Regions from separate parts of the Macaca mulatta genome. Here regions 1 and 2 are each linked to region 3. A link is a contact called in public Hi-C data. All regions are on one chromosome and are shown on one strand. The core of a region is the stretch at or near the end of the contact, and the rest is flanking DNA. Distances in the headings are between cores, read along the strand shown. Region 1 holds the start of MTARC1 (mitochondrial amidoxime reducing component 1). Region 2 holds the start of MTARC2 (mitochondrial amidoxime reducing component 2). Region 3 holds the start of C1H1orf115 (chromosome 1 C1orf115 homolog).

What was found. Hi-C and Micro-C count contacts between places; a contact is called where the count stands out from the background.
Region 1: a contact with region 3 is called in a Hi-C map of liver, with 4 times the contacts expected there. The contact joins the promoter of MTARC1 here to the promoter of C1H1orf115 in region 3. A contact is called at or near these places in 5 of 14 Hi-C or Micro-C datasets (cortical neurons, fetal cortex germinal zone, fetal cortical plate and 2 more).
Region 2: a contact with region 3 is called in a Hi-C map of liver, with 2.9 times the contacts expected there. The contact joins the promoter of MTARC2 here to the promoter of C1H1orf115 in region 3. A contact is called at or near these places in 2 of 14 Hi-C or Micro-C datasets (cortical neurons and liver).

The regions. Positions count from the first base shown.
Region 1 is chr1:78,614,259-78,616,958 of T2T-MMU8v2.0, reverse strand. It overlaps MTARC1 (mitochondrial amidoxime reducing component 1), which reads right to left and starts at 1,356. Exons shown (of 7, transcript XM_015115809.3): 1 at 1,020-1,356. The coding sequence starts at 1,294.
Region 2 is chr1:78,577,703-78,580,410 of T2T-MMU8v2.0, reverse strand. It overlaps MTARC2 (mitochondrial amidoxime reducing component 2), which reads right to left and starts at 1,251. Exons shown (of 8, transcript NM_001257477.1): 1 at 896-1,251. The coding sequence starts at 1,167. It overlaps LOC114680575 (a long non-coding RNA gene), which reads left to right and starts at 1,557. Exons shown (of 2, transcript XR_003732788.2): 1 at 1,557-1,893.
Region 3 is chr1:78,508,202-78,510,921 of T2T-MMU8v2.0, reverse strand. It overlaps C1H1orf115 (chromosome 1 C1orf115 homolog), which reads right to left and starts at 1,295. Exons shown (of 2, transcript XM_001102476.5): 1 at 882-1,295. The coding sequence starts at 1,193.

The sequences.
Region 1 (2,700 bases), core at 107-2,606, 110 kb before region 3:
CTCCCGGGTTTTGCAGCCTTTGCTGAACCCCAGGAATCCACGCAGCTCTCAGAACCCAGACAGAACATTAACAAGATCACTCTTTACAAAGCCCCAGTGTGCTAAAGAAAATAAGAGTCCTGGTTCCGCTGCTGTGTGGCTCTGAACTCAGCTTCTTTATCCACAAGGGTGCTTGAGACAATTGGGGAAAATAGCATCTGCAATGCCACCCCCGCCTTTTTTTTTTTTTTTTTTTTTTTTTTTTAACTTAGTCTCCCTCTGTCGCCCAGGCTGGAGTGCAGTGGCATAATCTTGGCTCACTGCAACCTCCACCTCCCGGGTTCAAGCGATTCTCCTGCCTCAGCCTCCTGAGTAACTGGGATTACAGGTGCGCGCCACCATGCCCGGCTAATTTTTTTTTTTTTCCCTTAGTAGAGATGGGGTTTCACCATGTTGGTCAGGCTGGTCTCGAACTCCTGACCTCAGGTGATCCACCCGCCTCGGCCTCCCGAAGTGCTGGGATTACAAGCGTGAGCCACCGCGCCTGAAGGTATTCCTTGAACTGCAGTCATTACTATTATGAGCCCCGCCTTGGTGCGCTCTTGGAGGGCTGGACTCTACAGTTTCAGCTTTCCCCAAGATCTCAAGAAAGTCACTGAAAATAAAGCTACTGGGAACCAATCTCTTTAAGCTAGCCACCTCCACTAAATGGAGATTAAGAAGTTTGCTCTCTGGCAGACACCTGGGAGCGATACCACACCTCAGCAGGAGCACATGACGCCAAAGAGCCAGTGAGAGGTGGAAATCCGCCCAACCCGGGAAAACGGGTCCATGTGCTCAGAGTCCCAGAGCCCCGGGATCTGATGCTGGGGGCTGAGGGTTCCTTTTTCTCTTTGGCCTTTTCTCATCCAACTCCCAGTTTCTTTGTAATAGGAGGAAGGACCTGTTAGCAGACTCTGCAGACCTCCCCTGCACTCCTCCCTTCTCAGACCCTTGCCCGAGGCGGATCAGCGCTGCCCCGCGCCCGCGCTCGGCCGTACCTGTCCCGCAGGTTGCCGCTGCGCAGCCCCATGGCCGTGCACTCGGCCTCGCTCACTGGCACCCCCTTGCAGGATTTCACAGGGTAGATCCAGAGCTGCGCCACTGTGCCCACCTGCTGCAGCAGCCGCCGGCGCTGCGTGGGCCATGCGCGGCGCCAGGCGACAGCCCCCAGCGCCACCGCGGTCAGTCCCAGCACGGCGACCCCGAGCCACCCGGGCCGGGGCTGCGCGAGGAGGACAAAGCCGGCCAGCGCGGAGGAACCGGCGGCGCCCATGGCTGGCTTCTCCGCGAGGTGCCGGCGGCAAGGCCGCAGCGCGCTGGTAGCCCCGGGCAGCTGGGGGAAGGTGCGGCCTTTGGCCCTGAGCCCAAAGGGTGGGCAGTTCCCAAACCCTTCCGGGCCAATCAGAGCAGTGCGTCCTTTTGGGGGGCGGCGCGCGGAGTGGGAGGTGGCGGCTCAGCTTCCACTTGGTCTGCGCCCCATGGCTTCTGCAACCTTCCGTCGCCTGCAGCTCAGGGCGCCGTGCCCTCCCCCACGATCTCTGCAAGTGACCAGTTTATTTACTTACGTATTTATGGGGTTATTTGACCTAAAATAAACAATAGACAACATTTGCAGGACAAAGCGTGATTTTGAAATTAAAAATCAGACAGCGGGCAGCAGCTTCTCCCAGGAATAGTAGAGAGCGGGTTGGCCCTGCCTGGCCTGCGCAGTGTCCAGCTCTCTGCTGCGGCCGCCGTCCCCGCAGGCTGCCCGGGGTTTAGGGAGGTTCCAAAGAGTGGGGGTCTGGTGGAGGAGGATGCTACCAGGCCCTCTGCGCCAGCGGGACAAGGCCAGAGTTCTCCCAGCGGCAGTTCGGAGCGGCAATGGGCGTCTGAGAGCGCCTTCTACGCTCCCGGCGGGGAGCCTCAGCTGCAGCTGCATTGGCAAGGCCTTGGCTCAGAGGTTCAGCACTGCACAAGGTCCCCAGGCTGCTTCTGGCGGGAGGGAATGTCACCTGGTCCTGCAGGCACTCACCTCAGTCACTTGTCACTTCCAAATCAGGTTATATTCCAGTCAACAATATCAGCACACCCGAACAGCATGGTTTAGGAGTCAGGCTCCTGTTTGATGTACCAAGCTATCAAAGGAAAAAATTACTCAAACGCTTATTAAAAAGGTAAGGAAGACTATTCACGGCTATTGTAACAGGGGCATCACAATAGGGGAAAGAGATTAGGCTCAGCTCTGTATTACAGCGAAGACTGCTGGGGGTTTATAGCCAAAGAGCAAAGTTCCTGGGGGTCAGTGAATGAAAAATCACTAAGAGGAGACATCAAGTGTAGAGGATTCTTGATAAACCCACTTAACAGGATTCTACTGAACTAGGCAAGGACTTACACACTGAGGGTGACAGATGAGGAATCTGAGCAGATATCAAGGATGATCAGATATCAAGGATGGGAGAATACTCTGGAAACTGACTAAGCAGGATTCTTGCTAAACTGGGCTCTGCAGGGAGTAGGGTGGCAAGGTCAAGGCCTCATGAAGAAAAGGGCTCAGAGGAGACTGAAGTTTGGTCGAGAGCCTGTGTCATCCGCAGCTCAGCCATGGTCCCCTGAGCCAGGAGTGTACATTTCAAGACTCAGCCAGAATTGTCCATGCAGGGCAAGGGTGCCTTGGAAGAGAGAAGCGGGAGTTCG
Region 2 (2,708 bases), core at 2-2,501, 70 kb before region 3:
AGGAGGCCAAGGCAGGTGGATCACCTGAGGTCAGGAGTTTGAGACCAGCCTGGTCAACATGGTGAAACCCCGTTTCTACTAAAAATACAAAAATTAGCCAGGTGTGGTGGTGTACACCTGTAATCCCAGCTACTTGGGAGGCAGAGGCAGGAGAATTGCCTGAACCTGGGAGGTGGAGGTTGCAGTGAGCTGAGATAGCGCGACTGAACTCCAGCCTGAGCCACAAAGTGAGATTCTGTCTAAAAAAAAAAAAAAAAAAAAGAAGAAGAAGAAGAAGGCATCTTAATCCTAAGTATGAAATGTCTATGTGTCAGACCCAAAAGTCTCAAAGTTCCAGGCTGTGAACAATTCTGCCTATGGGAGAAGGGGGGACACTATTCCCTTAATGGCAAGTAAGGGACCCCTGCCCCAGAGTCCCCATGCCACTTGCTCATCCTTAGTCAAAGTGTATCAGGCCCCCCTGGCACCCCCAGGATTGGAGAAATGTGAGGAACAAGGCCCAGCGACGCCTAAGCCAATGCCCTTGAACAACATTTGGTTTCCTTCTTGCTGCTTTCTAGTGCCAATAGCTTTATTTTTCTACTTTGGTATAATAAGATAGAATCACAAACTTTAGAGCTAAGGAGGCTTGGAGATACAGGTCAGACTCCCTCCTGTTACAGAGGAGGACTCTCTCGTCTAGGGAAGGGCAAGGGATTGCCCCTACATACTTCACCAAAAATAAATCTGACATGAACTTGGCTTTCCCAGCTAAACGACCAACGACTCAACAGTCAGCCCAGAAACTCAGGCGGCAAACCTCTATAGTCCTTCCCAGATAGGCCGGGCCCCACCTGCCTCCCCCTCCTCATCCCAGGCAGGCTCCGCGCTGCCCCGCGCCCGCGCTGGGCCGTACCTGTCCCGCAGGTTGCCACTGCGCAGCCCCATGGCCGTGCACTCCGCCTCGCTCACCGGCACCCCCTTGCAGGATTTCACCGGATAGATCCAGAGCTTCGCCACGGTGCCCACCTGCTGCAGCCGCCGGCGCCGCCTGGGCCATGCTCGGCGCCAGGCGACAGCCCCCAGCGCCACCGCGGCCAGTCCCAGCACCGCGACCCCGAGCCACCTGGGCCGGGCCTGGGCTGGGAGGCCGAGGCGGGCCAGCGCGGAGGAACTGGAGGCGCCCATGGCAGAAACAGGGCGGTCGCGGACCTGCGCACAGACCCCGCAGCGACCGGAGCCCTGGAGGACGAGGAGGCCCTTAACGATCCGGGGGAACGAGGAGGCCCTTAAGGATCCGGGCGGGTGGGAGGAGTCAAAGTTGACCCAAACACTGGCCCTCTCACCCTTTCACCGCCGAGATGGCAGAGCGGTTCCGCGGAGAGCGGGAATGCCTTAATGCGGTGACAAAGCCTGCGTGGTAATGGGGGAAGACAGGAAGAGAGCCACTGGGGTACCCTGGGCGCTGTGGGAACGACGACGTCCAAAGCCAGCGAGCTCCGGGGTGGTCAGTGTCTCCTCCCTCTTCCCCGCCCCTACACCGCGACAGTTACCCGTGCAGCGTGACCTTTAGCGCCAGCACTCTGCCACCCCCTTCTCTGCTAATATGGCGCGTTTTCTCGCACGACAAGATCACCGCAGAACGTGAAGGCGGGTTGCAGAACGGAGGATTTACAAACATTTGGGAACGACTTTTTCTGGCAGGTCTCTGTGAGAACTGCAGGACTTTCTGCACACAAAGACAGTCTAAACCTCTGCACTCAAAGACGAGGAACTCTAGCGTGGCTTATAGGAGTATGACTCAAAGTCCTCCACTCTCCACTGCCCTCTAACCTCGACCCCAGGAAAATGTCTTCCCGAGAAAGCTCAAGGCAGCCAGGAGAATTTTCCGTTTATTCTAGCCAACACCCGATGGTAAGGCCTCTGACCTCCCTTTTTTAGGGTATTCCTTTCTCTGTTGTTTTGAGATGTGTATGTATCGCCTACACCTCAGAAGTGTCTTTCTCAAGGAGCTGAAAGCCATTGCTTTGAAATGCAATCGTGGGGAGGATAGGCCTCTGTCCCCCAGTCTCTGTGGGATGGTACAATCCCAGCTTCATAACTGCCAGCTCCAGGCACAGCTGCCCGGTCATTGATACTGACCACCCCTTCGTGATTTTTCACTTGAGCCCCTGCTAGTTTCCCCCTCCCTACTCTCTCCTTCACCCTTTAAAACGCCCAGTCTCCTCTGCCAAATGAGAATGAGCAGCTTTTTCTCCTACTGTAAGTAGTTACTGAGTCAAATCTGTTTTCATGCTTTCACTAATGTCCAGCTTTTGTTGATCTTTAACAACTCCATTCAAGCAAGCTGTTGGGTTAACAGTGGATTTTCTTAGACAAATAAAGGTTTGAAGTCTTTCAAGTTTTTTGTGGTTGTTTTTGTTTTTCAAAAGTTTGTCCCTTAAACTGTGGCACAGTTCTAGGAAAGTTTAAGGAGGCCAACCAGTGGGCCACCTACCAAATCTGGGCTGGCCACCCCCTGGGAAAGGGGTGCCCTCTGGAGCGTGGGAAGAGACTCTGGGAGGGATGGAGAACCAGAGGAGCCAGGCTCCCTTTGGCTGTTCCTTGTGAAAAATGAAAGACAAAAAGGGCCTGAATCTCTCCCCACCCAGGGAAAAGCCTCAGGCCAACAGAATTAGTCCCTCAATCCCCATATATTTACATCACGCTTGGCAGCTGAGACTTACAGA
Region 3 (2,720 bases), core at 46-2,545:
CTAAGCTCCCAGGTATGGAGACTGAATGGCTTCAGGTATAAGAGGGCACTGGGTGACACAGATAACTGGACAATAAATCAGATGAGGCCCATGGCCTTTGGCCAGGACACAGTAACTTCTGTGACTTTATTCTGGGTGGCCTTGTCCCGGCCAGGAGAGCTTCCGGCAGCAGCTTCGAGTGCTTCCAGGCAGAGACACCTAGGAACTGCATCTGGGCTTTGATTTCTGAGAAGGAAACTGTCCTTTTCTCCCACATTCACCCTTCCTAACCCCATTTCCCCGAGACAAATGGCAGAATGTTTTGAAGGCCCCAGAGTAGTACACTGATGGTTGGCTAGACGAGAAAAACAAATTCAACAAGCGCTTATTTATGTATTTGTTGCGCTCTCAGGCCCTGGAAATAACCTTGGGAATATCTGGGAGAATAACCCAAACATTTCTCGACTAATGGGATATCCTGGAGAGGATGTTACTGGAAAACACATACACTGGGTTGCAATTTCTTTCTTTCCACCTGGGCCAACCTTCTCCAAGTCACCTGCCGCGCTCACGCTTCAGTATTCCCATCTGTAATCAGGGACACTGATTCCTGATCTTACATAAGAACCACCTTGGTGGGAGCCCCTTGAGAAAGGTTCTTAAGCAGCCAGGGGCGCAATAGCAGGCACAGAGGGGACCACCCAGCCCAACCTCCGATTTAAGTTTCTATCACGACTCGCAACTCGCGGCTCGCCTCCCGCGAGGGAATGGGAGCGGGGGCGGAAGGGGTCGCAGGTGTAGCCCGGAGAAACTGGGTGAGTCGACGGTGAGGACCCGGCTCCCGCTCCCCCGCGAGGCACCACACCCGCGCCCTCCGGGCAGTGGCGGTGCAGGGCCCCTACCTTGCCGTACTTCTTCAGCTTCCGCCGGTACCGCTTCTTGGGCTGCTCGCTCGGCGCCGGCTCCTCCAGGGGCTCGTAGCGCTCGGGCAGGTGTGCGAAGTGCACCCTCCGCGCGCCCCGGGCCCCGGGGCCCCGTTCGACAGCCGCGCTCGCCCCGCTCTCGGCCGCCGCCTCCGCCTCGTCGGCGTACTCCAGGTGCTCCAGGATGGCGGCCGCCTCCTCGTCCCCCTCGGTCCTCCCTCGCCCTCGGGGCCCGCGGCGCAGGAGGCTGCTCTCCGCCTTGCTTCGGAGCCTAGCTCCCACCGTCATCATGCCGCGGCCCCTCTGGCGAAGGTCCGAGCGCTGAGACACCAACCTTTGCTCCCCGCCCGCTCCTCCGCCCCAGCCCGGACGGGGCGGGGGATTGGGGGCCGCAGCGCCCCCTGGCCGTGGGGCCCGGGATGGCGGCGACTCCGCTCCGAACTGGCCTGCCAGGCGGCGGGTGCGCTCCGCCAGCCCCGCCCTGCATCCCACCTGCCGGCCAAAGGGTGCAGACTACAGCGTGCACTGCACAATGAACATGCAAAACACCTTCAACTGCACTTGCTGCGAAATTAATGACCGCAAATAATAGGACTCCATCTGCTCATGTTCAAATTAGCAACGATGGTAAATGATACTAGAGATCACGTTAAGTGCTAGGGAGGGTATGGCGAGATAGTCACGGTAACGGGATTCGTGGGAGTGCAAACTGGTGGCAAGGTTTTGGAAAGACGATCAGAAAATGTTTATCGTGAGTCAGGAAACGTCCGTATCCTTCTAGGAAATATTCGGAAACGCAAGACAGTATGTCCACGGTGTTCAACGGTCTGACTCAGTGAAAAAGTGGAGCAAACCAACAGGGAGAGGCAAAGGAAATTCTGGTGCAGACATGCCAGCATATGGCGCAGTCATTAAAATCGTGATTTTTCAGGAATATCTCTCTGTGAGATAAGCATTCTCAGTGTACTGTGAATCTCAACAAGCTGAGAGTGCCCTATTTTCTTAAGTGGGTAAATGCCTTTGAATTCTGGCTAATGTAGAATTAAGGGCCGGAAGCAGGGGCTTACGCCTGTAATCCCTGCACTTTGAGAGGCCAGGGGGATAGCTTCAGCCCAGGAGTTCGGGAACAGCCTGGGCAACATAGTGAGACCTCCGTCTCCACAAAAAAACAAAAAGAAACAAACAAACAAAAGACATACAAAAAATTAGCCAGGAGTGGTGGCGCGCACCTGTGATCCCAGCTATTCAGGAGGATCACTTGAGCTTGGGAGTTTGAGACTAGCCTGGGCAACACAGGGAGACCTCGTCTCTATAAATAGAAAAACAAATACAAAAATTTACCTGTAGTCCCAGTGAGGTAGGAGGATCACTTGATCCTGGAAAGTGGAGGTTGCAGTGAACTATGATTGTGCCACTGCGCTCCAAAGGGGGTTGACAGAGTGAGATCCCATCTCAAAAAAATATTTAAGTATAAAATAACAGATTGTTAGTTATGCTAATGTTGTAACATTCAAGTTTGTGATTAAATTTAAGAATAATGTGGATATGTTGGTATAAGCACATACAATGTTTATGACAATTTAGTTCACTAGGATGCAAAAGAAATTAGTTTTGTGATTCCAACTTACAATGTGAGCCAGCATGGTGACTTTCACCTGTAATCCCAGCAACTCCAGAGGCTGTGGTGGGAGGATCCCTTGAGGCTAGGAGTTCTGAGCATTACCATATTTCTAAAAAAGTAAAAATGTGTGGCTGGGTGTGGTGGCTCACACTTGTAATCCCAGCACTTTGGGAGACCAAGGCGGGTGGATCACCCGA